Linked DNA regions of Hordeum vulgare: region 1 is linked to region 2. Evidence: chromatin contacts called from public Hi-C data. All regions are on one chromosome and are shown on one strand. The core of a region is the stretch at or near the end of the contact, and the rest is flanking DNA. Distances in the headings are between cores, read along the strand shown.

Region 1 (5,894 bases), core at 3,329-5,828, 600 kb after region 2:
TGAGAGACGCAGAGCAGAGGAAAGTTGGAAGCCCGGTGGATCATATCAATGGGCGTGTGCCGTGTGGTGCACTGACCTGAGGAGGGCGTCGAGGAAGCGCTCGTGCTCCTCGGGGCTCCACCTCTCCCGGGGCCTGGTGATGGTGTAGGGCTTCCTCGCCTTCTTCCCCGGCGACGACGACGTCCCCTCGCCCTCGCCGCCTCCTCCCCTCTCCGCCATGATCGACCAAGAGCCAGCCAGCAAGCAAGCAAGCAAGCTAGGTCTGTCTTCCCTTGCGCTAGCTAGCCGCTCGTCGCTCTCGATGCCCAAGCTAGCGCGACATCCGCGTACGTATATATACACGCACGCGGCCCCGCGTGAACCCATCTGTCCTCTGGGCTTCTTACACGGACCGGCGGCCGCCGCATGAGGCGGCAAGGGAATTAGGCCGGCGAGGCGAGGCGAGGGATCAGCGCGTACAGTTGGCGCTTGCATGGATGCGGCGAGGCTGGCTGCCGGTGCTAGGCCGAGGCAGCCGCTCCGGGTTGGTGCAAACCGGACCGCGACGTGTGCTTCCTCGGCGGTGTGGGGTTGTGTGGCAGGGAGGAACAGGAACGTGCGCGCGCCGGTGGTGGCGCGTACGGGGAGACGCTTATCTCTCTCGGGTTCTTTCCGTTTCGGGGTGGCGGGTCGGCACACGGCAGGCTTTCGCCGCGCACCGCGCTCGGGGGACAGGCACGACACGGTTCGGCACAAAGTCCACGAGACGAGAGAACTGATCCGGCGACGTGGCCTCTTCCTCTCCTTCCGTCCTCCCTCGCCATCGGCCAGGCCTCAAGGAGCTGAGCGAGCGTAGCTTAGGCCCTGTTTGTTTCATAAGTCCTAGAACTTTTTTAAGTCCCAACTTATAAGTCATAAGTCCATATCTGTTTGTTTACAGGGACTTACAAGTCCCGAGTACCTACCTGTTTGTTTACAGGGACTTATAAGTCCATGTTGCGGCGGCCGGACCAGACGAACCGAGGGAGACGAGGCGGCGGCCGGGCGGCGACGGGGCGGGGCGGTGACGGGGCGAGCGGCCGGCGGGGTAGCGACGGGGCGGGCGGCGACTGGGCGGCGACGGGGCGGGCAGGCGGCGGCGATTGGGGCGGTGCGAGCGTTAATCGGGGCAGGGCGGCGGCCACTGCATCGAGAGACTACCGCGGGCCTAACCAGAATAAGTCCCAATAAGCTCCTATTAGAGAGTCTTATTTGATAAGTCCCAAATAACCATAATAAGTCTCAATAAGTCCCTTATGTTTGGTTTAGGTGGGACTTATAGGGACTTTTTTAAGTCCCAAAACCAATAAGTCCCTGGAAACAAACACCTTATATTTTCCTTGTGTATATGATCATTTTTCTATTGCACTGTGTTAAAAAAAAAGCGTGTTTGCGTTGCCTCGTGTCTGAATTTACCGTGGTCAGTCGAGCACGCGCTTATTCACTGCGGTGTCACGCCAAGATCGAGTCGGCAAATGCCTCGCGTCATTTCGACCGGTGTAGCCAAGCTCGGTCTTTTCAGCGCGTGCTTCCTTCGGACTGGGGTAAATGTTTAGGTACGAGGGGTCCCATCGTTCTCCGGATAAAGCTAGCTACCCGCCAGAAAGGGGTTTGTTTTTGGCAGCAAGCCGAGACCGAGAGGTGATACAACTGATGAACTGGTACACGCGTACGTACTTGTGCTGTGTTTACGTGCCATGTCCTGATCAGACGATCACCAAGGATGGAACAGCACGTCTTACACGTTGTCGACCGAGTTTGGCCGGCAAACCCAATAGCTCATGTGTTCGTCGTGACGGCCGGCCATGCGGCGAGCCGGAGTTTAGGGCACGTTTCTGTTGAGCAAGTAAGTACGTTCGGGTAAGGAATGGTTTGGACGAGGTTTGATATCGCATCGCGCACATGTTTCTGGTGCTATATAGTCTTGTAGACCAAATCGTTTTTTTTTTGTCGCGATAATCTTGTAGACCAAATGATAGGATGGTGTGCATGCAAGAACGGAGGAGTGTTAAGTCATGCATGCAAAAAAGGAGGAGTGTTATGTTTTTTTTTAATTTGAAAGATCTACTATAAATAATCACAACTTAATTTCAATTCTGAAATTGCTTGGCACATATACCGTCTGGTTACATGAGTTTAAGTGTTCTTTCTAATACGCAAAACTTGCATATCATTCTGTTGGACATGAGTTTAAGTTAATAGTGATCAACTTATCATTGCGTGAAATGTTTTTTACTCCCTTTTTCCCACTGAAATGTCAACATAATCTAGTAATTAGAGTTCTGCATTACAAAGCACACCTGAAGAAAAATAAAATATATCTAGGTCCTTAGGGAGCCATCGTCTTCTGCCTTGAGATGAGATGATGGCACGTCACCACAACTCCACTGCCGGAGCTGGCCTGCCTTTTGTTGCATGTGATAGGGAAATCATCCAGACTATGGCTAAGCTGAACCAGCGTCCCGGAGGAAAAACCGACACAACAACGATGAAGGATCCACCCAAGGACATTATACAAACCATTTGGTGAACCAGTCGGCTGGAAAGATGAAATTGTGTTGAGGGCGAGGACATTATACCAACCATTTGGTGTGTCTTAACCACCCAATGACAAGCTATAGTGGCTTACTTTAAAGCAACCTATTGCAATACGATTAATATCCCAGTCGGTTGAAAACTAAAGGTTTCTCCTTCCAAAGACTGAGTTTGTTACTTTAGAGTGTGTTTCTACTATACATAAACCCCATTGCATGTGCGCAATTCTATGGTCGGTTGCTCTAGTTTGCACATATCGACTCCACAAACCGACTAAAGCTAGGTTTTGTACTAGTATATCTTTTTGTATGCACTAAAAAATGTAATCACCAAAACAATACTTCCGCCAAAGAAGGAGTACACCAATCATACGGAATAGTCTAACCGAAAAATGATTAGAGCAGTACATTTTGTAGAAATATCTTGGTCAAATATTATAGCTTCAAGACACAGGACAATGCAAGAAAGGGAAAATGAGTCCGAAAAGACCTCTGTGACGTAAAATGTATAGGGGAAGGGGAAGGAAAAAAACATTTATAGGAGGAACCGGAACCAGCTCCCTCGATTATCGGCATCCTGGTCCTAGGTTCCTTCTCCCTATACCACATCCCATATGTACCTTTTTATCTCTATAAAACATAAGAAAAATGAATATAATATATTTTAATTTGATAGAATGAGGTTTTGAGATGACATACAAGGGTCATTCTAGAGATGAACGAAATTTAGGGGATAAATCTGTATTGTATATGTGGAGTTACATAGGGAAGAATGCAAGGGCTCACCACATCTTGCTCTTTGATCAGTACACTACTACAAGAGAGAAGTACACCTAAGACAGGATGTGACGTATGTGAGCTCGAGCTCACATGATCTTGGGTGAACAGTAAGAATCCAAAAAATAGTAATAAAAATTCAAGATAACCTGAACTTTTTGACAAGAAACATTGTTCTTTTTCTACATGCTTGAAAATGTTCATGATGAAATCAAATTTGTAGAGTTCTGCGAAAAAAACAATGCTCAAAAAAGAGTGTTTTGGAAGCTTTCTGGAGCATCAATTTTGTTAGTTTTGTCCACACCTACACAAATGTGATTCGTTCGCGAAAATTTGCATGTGTCTAGAAAAAACCTCAATGTTTATTGCCAAAAGAAAAACAGAATTGTTTGAATGTTTATTCGGATCTTACTGTTCGTCCGAGATCATGTGAGCTCAAACTCACAATAGCCTTTTGACCTAAGATTCTGCATATAAGAGTTGCCTAAAGTCAAAGTATCTTTAATTTAACTAAACTTATAGAAATAAGTAGCAACATTGACAATACCAAATCAATAGCGTTAGATTCATTATGGAATGTAGTTATATATTATATAGATTTTCTACTATAAATGCTGATATTTTTAATATAAATTTCTTTAAACTATGTAAATTTTGACTTGACACAAATCTTATACGCGAAGTAAAAAAGGTACAAGAATTTTTTGTAGCAACCTCAATCATGTCCCAGTCCCCATTTTGGAGGTCTTTGTCAAAGAAAATCAGTCCATCCCCTTTCCCTACCCACGTCCCCTATTGGGGGATCCCCCTCACACCCTATTCCCCCAAATCTCAGAATTACTATTACTATTATTTTACTTAGAAATGGGCATAATAATTTTTTTATATTTTTTAACACATAATGATTTTTTTATATTAGTTGAACATAAAAAGTTTTATGCAGAATACAGTATATTTTAGAAGGGCCGGCTTAGGTTTTTCTATAGACAAGCCCAGCTTATGTTTGATGTGTTTAGATCAGGTTTTATGATGCCCAGCCCAATCCACGATGCCTGGCCCGGGCCGATCAAATATCAGGTCTAGTCGGCACGACATTTCAGGTTCTCTATCCGTTGTTGCTTTTCGCGGGTAGGTTTCCAAGCGAAGAAATGAACGGTTTTCTCGCAAAGTAGAGCGTCCGGAGAAGATTGGGGAATCCTGGAAAGGCAGCAGCAACCGACCGCCGATTGTCTCGTAGCCATCTCGAAAGCTCCCGTCAGAGAAGAGGACACGCGGTGCCGCTTTCTTCTCCAGAGCCACCCACCAGCTTCCACTCCTCGCCATGGTCACAGAAGCAAAAGCGCGCACTTGCGGCCCACGTCTCTCCGGCCGTCCCCATATAACGACGGCGCTGCCCGGCACGCAGCAGATACGAAACACATGACCACAAGCATAGCCCAGGAAGGCAGGCACGTAGTAGATCCCGTAGCAGACGTCCCGAATTAAGCTCCGATGGACGAGGGCAAATATCAGCAAGGATGGCTCTCCGTCGGCCTGCCGCCGGCGCCGGTGCTCGCCGTCACCGGCATCGTGACCTTCTTCCTCTACCTGTCGTGGCAGATGGATGAGTACGAGGAGCAGCTGCGGCATCGCACCCAGGCGGGCTTCTGGGTGCTCCTGGTGCTGGGAGTCCTCGCCCTGGTCTTCCTCGCGCAGCACGCGCTGTTCGACGGAGAGGGCAGGGTTGTGGCGGTGCCGGCGGCGTGGCGAGGCCAGCCCGATGGCGGCTCCGGCACGTCGCCGTGGGGCGTCGCGGCCCTTGTGGCTCTGCTGCTGGTGCTGGTGTCTCACAGGTCCGACTTTCAGATATTCAAGCCCCCGGGGTTTAGATGAGCATGTAAATTTTTATTTTCAAGGAAAGTCATGTTATGTATCCCGACGCACATAGCTATGGTATACTATTATACAGTATTAAACAAAATAGAAGATATTCTCTTACACATCTGCATGATTAGGCCGGATAGCATAAATAGAAAAAGAGTTAAATTTCAAATATGATCGGTATGTTTGTAATTGGAGAAAGTTGTGACTAAAGTTGTACCCAATGGAAGAATGTTTACAGTCTGGGTGAAAGCGAAGGACGAACCAGAGGAGACGAGACAAGCCACAAACGGGATTTATGATTGGGGATGTAGATAAACATGCAGATTCTTCATGATCTGAATCTTGAGAGGTTTCTGACTGATGTTAGGACTATCGGAAAATTTATTTTGTGTGACAAGTAATTCCAAACGAAAAGAGTATGTAATATTAGAGCGGGTATCTTGTTGAAGTTGGCACACATTCACGCCTGCCGAGGCCAAGCCCCCATGGTGAAAAGTGAAAATGAAAACTGAAGAGGCCAGCGACGCAGTAAGACGGTGAATTCTCGTGATGGCTTTTCCTGCAAGCCACGCTACTTTACCTTTCCTTTCTGGGATTTTTTCACTGTTTTAAATTTTTTTTCTAAACATGAGCACAAAATGAACGAGATTCGAAAGTATTTCACGATCTGATCCTTTTAAAAACGTCACAAGCCGTGGCGTT
Region 2 (5,779 bases), core at 1,312-3,811:
CGCGCCGAGGCACACGACGTTGTCACGGTGTGCGGGGAGCTCAAAATGCACCAGAAAGTCCTCAGGGTCGTGGCTGGTCACCCACAACAGGTTAGGAGGGGTGTGGAGCTGCGCATCGATGGCGCACCTCACAGACATCAGACTGGCCACATGGTTCTTGGTCGCTGCACAGAGCAGCACGATGTGGCGGTACAACACGACGGTGGTGCTCCATCTTCGGAGACTCAATGAGCATGTTGTGGCTCGACCTCGGGCATCGCAAGGGGTAAATGTGGTGCACGGGAGCCATGGAGGCTAAAGGAGAGGGGAAGAGCAACCGCTCTTGGATGGGTCCCCTCCCAGTAGTCGAGCCTAGATGCTACTTGACGGAGCCGCCACCACACCAGTTGCAGTGGTTCTTGGGCCACTCCTTGGCGAAGTAGCCTGGCTGCTTGCACTCTATGCAGCGAAGAGGATCCCTACAATCTATGCGGCGATGGACAGGACTGAGGCACCATAGGCAGAGGCCCTTGAGGCGGCTTAGGCCCTGCGCCCAGGATCGACATTGAAGTCGGGTCCTCGGGCGAGGCGGAGGGTGCCCGCTACGAACCGACGGGATATGTCCGCGTGCTTGTCTTCATGAGACTTGACTGCCATCCATCCGTCGACGCCCCTCGAAGAGGAATGCTACCGGGTTGGGGAGGGTACAACCACAATCGATTTTAGCGGTCCGTTTTCGGGGGGGGGGGGGGAGAGGGAGTGCCTCCAGATTCGGCGTGGAAAAGCCAGCGGCCGTGCAGGAGTACTCACCCCGTAGCAGCAAACGCGGCGGAGAGGGGGGGTCGACCATTGACGCGCCGAGCTAGGGCAACGAAGAGACCGGAGCCCCGGATGAACCGGTAGATCTGGCTGTGCCCGACACGGGCGCCGGCTGCCCCCATCCTACGCTGTCCTCCGAGCAGGGAGGGGGAGCACGAGCGGCTCCATCATGAGTGCCCCATTAGGGGAGGCGGGGCATGGCAGTTTGGGTTGCCGTCGCGACTGGAGTGGCGCGCGGCACGGGGAAGGGAGTGGGAGCTCAACTCAGGTGTGATTGGGTTGTAAGACTATTTTCATAGATGTTCATTAAGGAAAACACACCGTTCCACCAAAAAGATCCACAACTCTGCATAGATTGAGAAAGAGTTGAATCATAAAATGCATTCCATACTATTATGATCCATGGTAGGTTTGCCTTATGCATGGATTTATGTAGAAATTTCAAGAGTAGAGCTTTGTTTTGGATTTGTAGATACTGTAATTTGAGTTTTCTTTAGTTCACTGACTAGATCGATCTCTCATATAAGTTTTGTGATTGTACTCTACTCACAAAAGAAAGGATAAATGTACAAAAGAAAAAGCAAAACCGTGGATATTGGTCGGCCGAATATCACCGTGCTAGTAATGTCACAACAAAGTGACAAACACGTCTAGATTTACGAAATCACTAATTGAGGAGCACTCTTTCCAAAGATCACTCCCACCTTCGAAGGTAGCGACAAGTGGCGCATTGCATGTGTGTCACTTGCCGCAACTTGGGAGTTTTCACTGTTGTCAAAAAAAACCCTGGGATTTTTCACTTTTTTCATAGATCTGTATTTTTAAAATGTTTTATCTCTTAAACCGTTCATCAAAATCTCGAACCATTTTCATTGTTGGATTTCTCGCGTCGAGGTCTTCAAAACTAGGTCCCATGTTGATAGGTTTTGACGATTTTTTTCACAAAAAAACAGACAAAAAAAACCAGACAGAAAAAACGCGGCTCTCCCGGAAAAAACCGGGTTTTTTCGTTTCAAAGAGGCACGTTCATGCCTCTCGCGGAAGCAAAACCATGCGTCTCGCGAAAGCAAAACTGTGCCTCTCATGAAAGAAAAAGAATATAGAATATGCGTTTTTTTCGTTTTTAAGAAGCATGGTCGTGCCTCTCGCAGAAACAAAATCGTGCCTCTCGTGAAAAAAACAGAATTTTTTTTTTTTTTGTTTTCGAGAGGTACGGTCGTGCATTTTGCGAAAGCAAAATCGTGCCTCTCGTGAAAGTAAAACCGTGCTTCACGCGAGGCTTTTTTTGGTTTTTCGAGAGGTCGTGCCTCTCGCGAAAGCAAATTCGTACCTCTTAAGGAATAAAACTTGTTTTTTTTGTGTGTTTTCGAGAGGCAGGATGCAAAAGCAAATTCGTGCCTTTGGTACAAGAAAAATCGTGTTTTTCAAAAAAAGGAAACATATTTTTTCACGCAATTTTTTTCATCCAAAAGCTAAGAAAGGCAGTGGAAAATCGAAACACCAAACCCCCTCGCCTAAAAAGCCGAAAACACATGCGGGGTAAAATAGAAAAAACAAAATCGGCCTAAGAGTTCTATTGGGTCTAAACATGCAGATGGGCCATTGTTAGGCGCCTCCTCCCACAGCCCCCCTCGCGTTTCCCCCCTTTTCCTCTCGTCACAAACAGGCCTTTTGTTCTGGCTGCCGATTTGAGTACAGCCAGCAGCGCCCGCTCCTCCCCCTGGCAGCCGTCGATGCCTCCCCCGATGCAACACCTGCCGTCCAAACTTAATCGGGCGTGACTATAAGTTCGCCGCTGTCACATCCGAGCAGCTTCTCTAGTCTTGTCCCCTCCCGCGGCTAGGGTTTCCTCCGCTTCGCTCTCACAGGTGAGACCCCCGAGCCCCGATCCGATCTCGCCCCCCGTCCACCGTTCCGCTCGATTTCTCGCTTCGTCGGCCCGCCGCGCTGATGCGTTGTGCTTAGGCCCGGGCTCCCGCTCTCTTGATTCCTCCGCGGAGATCCCGTCGGCCCGTGATTTGCTTGCTCGTACGGATAGATCCGCATCCATGGCGTGCCGTATCCGAATTAGAATTAGATATTGTGAAGAGGCGGCGGTGATTTTCTGGATTTTGTTGCGGTTTTGGTGCGGATGATTCGCAAGGGCGAAAATAGTATGGTCGCAGCTATGCTACTACGTGATAGATTGCGTCACGAGATGTACGTGTGCTGCTCTAGTTGAATTTGTGCTAGTTTGGCTGCTTTTTATCGGGAGGAGATTGCCCTGCTTCGCTGTTTGCTTGCGTGGTGTCAGCGGTTGTAAGTTGTGACATTTCGTTGCTTGTTTCAGTGCAGAATGCCTCGCTATGATGAGCGTGATCGTTACGGCGGCAATACAAGGCTGTACGTGGGTCGTCTTCCCTCGCGCACCCGCACAAGGGACCTTGAAGACCTCTTCGGCAGATATGGGAGGTAAGCAAGCAGAATTTTTCTCAGTCAGAGCTACTTTTGCCTTCTGATGGTTGGCAAGGCCCTGAACAATTATACTAGTTTCTTCTTATACAATTGATGGATTTTGATGGGTTTCATATGTCACCTTTGCAAATCATGTGTGATTTAGCTTGTAGTCAAATAGGTCTGTGCTTTGCTCTATTGTCTGAAGACATGGTAGAGCAGAAATTGAGACACGTTTTTTTGATTTCTTGCACCCAATGACATTGTCACCCACACAGTTACTTTGAGGCAATGGCTCTCCATACGGGTTACTAAAGACAGCACCCTGTGCTCTCTGAACATTGTTCTCCCCCATTGTTTTTCGTACCATCACATGTATCCACAAGCCCTTCATGTTTTAACTTGGATGATCTTGTTGAAGGTTTTGGGGGCTTACCCAACCTCGGTGTCCATGGTGGATTGGTGGGAGGGTGCCCTTGGTGGAATTGGTGGCTATTCTCGCAAAGTTTCTAGCAGACTTTGGCGATTGTTTTCAAAAAATATATTGCCTGTTTTAATGGAAATCACAATCATGCCTGGTGTTTAATTCATTCTGAGTGGTGATACATTTATCTACTTGCGTCTTGATGGTGTTACTGTTTCGGGAAACCATTTCCACAGAGTGCGACATGTGGATATGAAGCATGAGTTTGCATTTGTTGTAAGTAACCGCTCTTGGTCACACCTTGTTTTGACATTTTAATTCACGTTAGTACTGTTCACATTGACACAACTCCTTTTCTTCTATAAATCTTATTGCAGGAGTTTAGTGATCCCAGGGATGCTGATGAAGCAAGGTACAACCTTGATGGTCGTGACTTTGATGGAAGCCGCATGATTGTCGAGTTTGCTAAAGGGGTAATTCTAATATTCCTCTCTACTATTTCTTTGTTGATTTATGTGTTTGTTGTTTGCTGTTTCTTATTACGATATTCCTTCTAGGTTCCGCGTGGCCAAGGAGGAGGAGGTGACCGTGACCGTGGCCGTGGTGGTGACCGTGAATATATGGGCCGGGGGCCTCCTCCTGGTTCTGGCCGCTGCTTTAACTGTGGCATTGATGGCCATTGGGCTCGTGACTGCAAAGCTGGCGACTGGAAAAATAGGTGCTATCGTTGTGGAGATAGTGGCCATATAGAAAGGGATTGTCAGAACAGCCCTAAGAACCTCAAGTATGTCCTATGAGTTGTCTTTTCTGTTCTATAGGCAGAGCATATCTGACTTCAGTTGTGTTAATGAACCAGGCGTGGAAAGAGTTACTCCAGATCTCCATCTCCTCGCCGCGGAAGGGTGCGCGATAGGAGCTACAGCAGGAGTCGCAGTAGGAGCTACAGGTATACGTTGTTTTCAAATTTTTGGCACCATCTCCTGCTGATTCTATTGCATGATTCACTTGTTCTGGTAGTATGCTTAGTCTGAATTCTGAACACGGCACTGGCATGTTTTTTCCTTGCGAACTAGAGACCTATTCTGTCCAATTATCATTGTATTTCCTTTTTTGTGTATTGTTTTTTCTGTTATGCATAGGTTTAGTTTATGCTGCTACTCAGCGGGCATAGGTTTACTTCATACTCCCTCAGTCCCAAAATAACTGTCTTAACTTTGTATTAGAGCTAGTACAAAGTTTTATTAAGCTTAAGACACTTATTTTGGAATGGAGGGAGTACAATTTACTAACCTGATGAATGTGGGATTGTTTTTTGTTATGCATATTCTTAGTTTCCGCTGCTATTCTGTGAGCATAGGTTTACTTCATGCTACCTCTGTCCTGTAAATATATGATGTTTTAGCAGCTCAAATGAACTGCTAAAACGTCATATACTATGATACGGAGGGAGTACATTTTACTAACCTGCCGAATGTGGGGATTTTTTCTCTTATGCATAGGCTTAGTTTCTGCTGCTATTCTGTGGGCATAAGTTTACTTCATACTCCCTCCGTCCCAAAATTCTTGTCTTAGGTTTGTCTAAAAATGGATGTATCTAAATACTAAAATGTGACTAGATACATTCATATATAGATAATTCTTAGACAAGAATTTTGGGATGGAGGGAGTACATCATATTGCTGAATGTTGGAATTTTATTTGAATTAAACATTCATATTTGCTACAACAAGTGAATACATGCCAGTGATTAAAAATGGTTTACTTTATGTACACCTGAAGATTTATGGATATATCATTTAAACATATATCATATGTTATTTTTAATCTTAACTGTGATTCAATTGTTTTTCATATCATGTTTTGTGTATGGAACACTGATGGTATGTCTCTTGCTTTTCTTAGCCGCTCTGTTTCCCCAAGGAGGGATGAAAGGCGCTCAAGGAGCCCCCGTGACAGTCGCAGCCCAAGGAGGAGCCCCCGTGACAGTCGCAGCCCTAGGAGGAGCCCCCGAGACAGTCGCAGCCCTATGAAGAGCCCCCGTGGCAGTCGCAGCCCTATGAGGAGCCCCCGTGACAGCCGCAGCCCTAGGAGGAGTGCTTCACCTGCCAAGGGGAGGGCCCGGAG

The links. A called contact is a pair of places that touch in the nucleus more often than the background predicts.
Region 1: a Hi-C map of seedling shows a contact between it and region 2, with 2.5 times the contacts expected there. The contact joins the promoter of LOC123439578 here to the promoter of LOC123443062 in region 2. A contact is called at or near these places in 2 of 6 Hi-C or Micro-C datasets (leaf and seedling).

The regions. Positions count from the first base shown.
Region 1 is chr3H:83,648,434-83,654,327 of MorexV3_pseudomolecules_assembly, forward strand. It overlaps LOC123439578, which reads left to right and starts at 4,579. Exons shown (of 1, transcript XM_045116273.1): 1 at 4,579-5,441. The coding sequence starts at 4,821. The coding sequence ends at 5,201. LOC123441521 (protein REVEILLE 8-like) reads right to left here and starts at 219. Exons shown (of 8, transcript XM_045117921.1): 1 at 77-219. The coding sequence starts at 219.
Region 2 is chr3H:83,052,978-83,058,756 of MorexV3_pseudomolecules_assembly, forward strand. LOC123443062 (serine/arginine-rich splicing factor RS2Z32-like) reads left to right here and starts at 2,562. Exons shown (of 7, transcript XM_045119302.1): 1 at 2,562-2,666; 2 at 3,128-3,249; 3 at 3,892-3,931; 4 at 4,033-4,128; 5 at 4,213-4,439; 6 at 4,512-4,601; 7 at 5,558-5,779. The coding sequence starts at 3,134.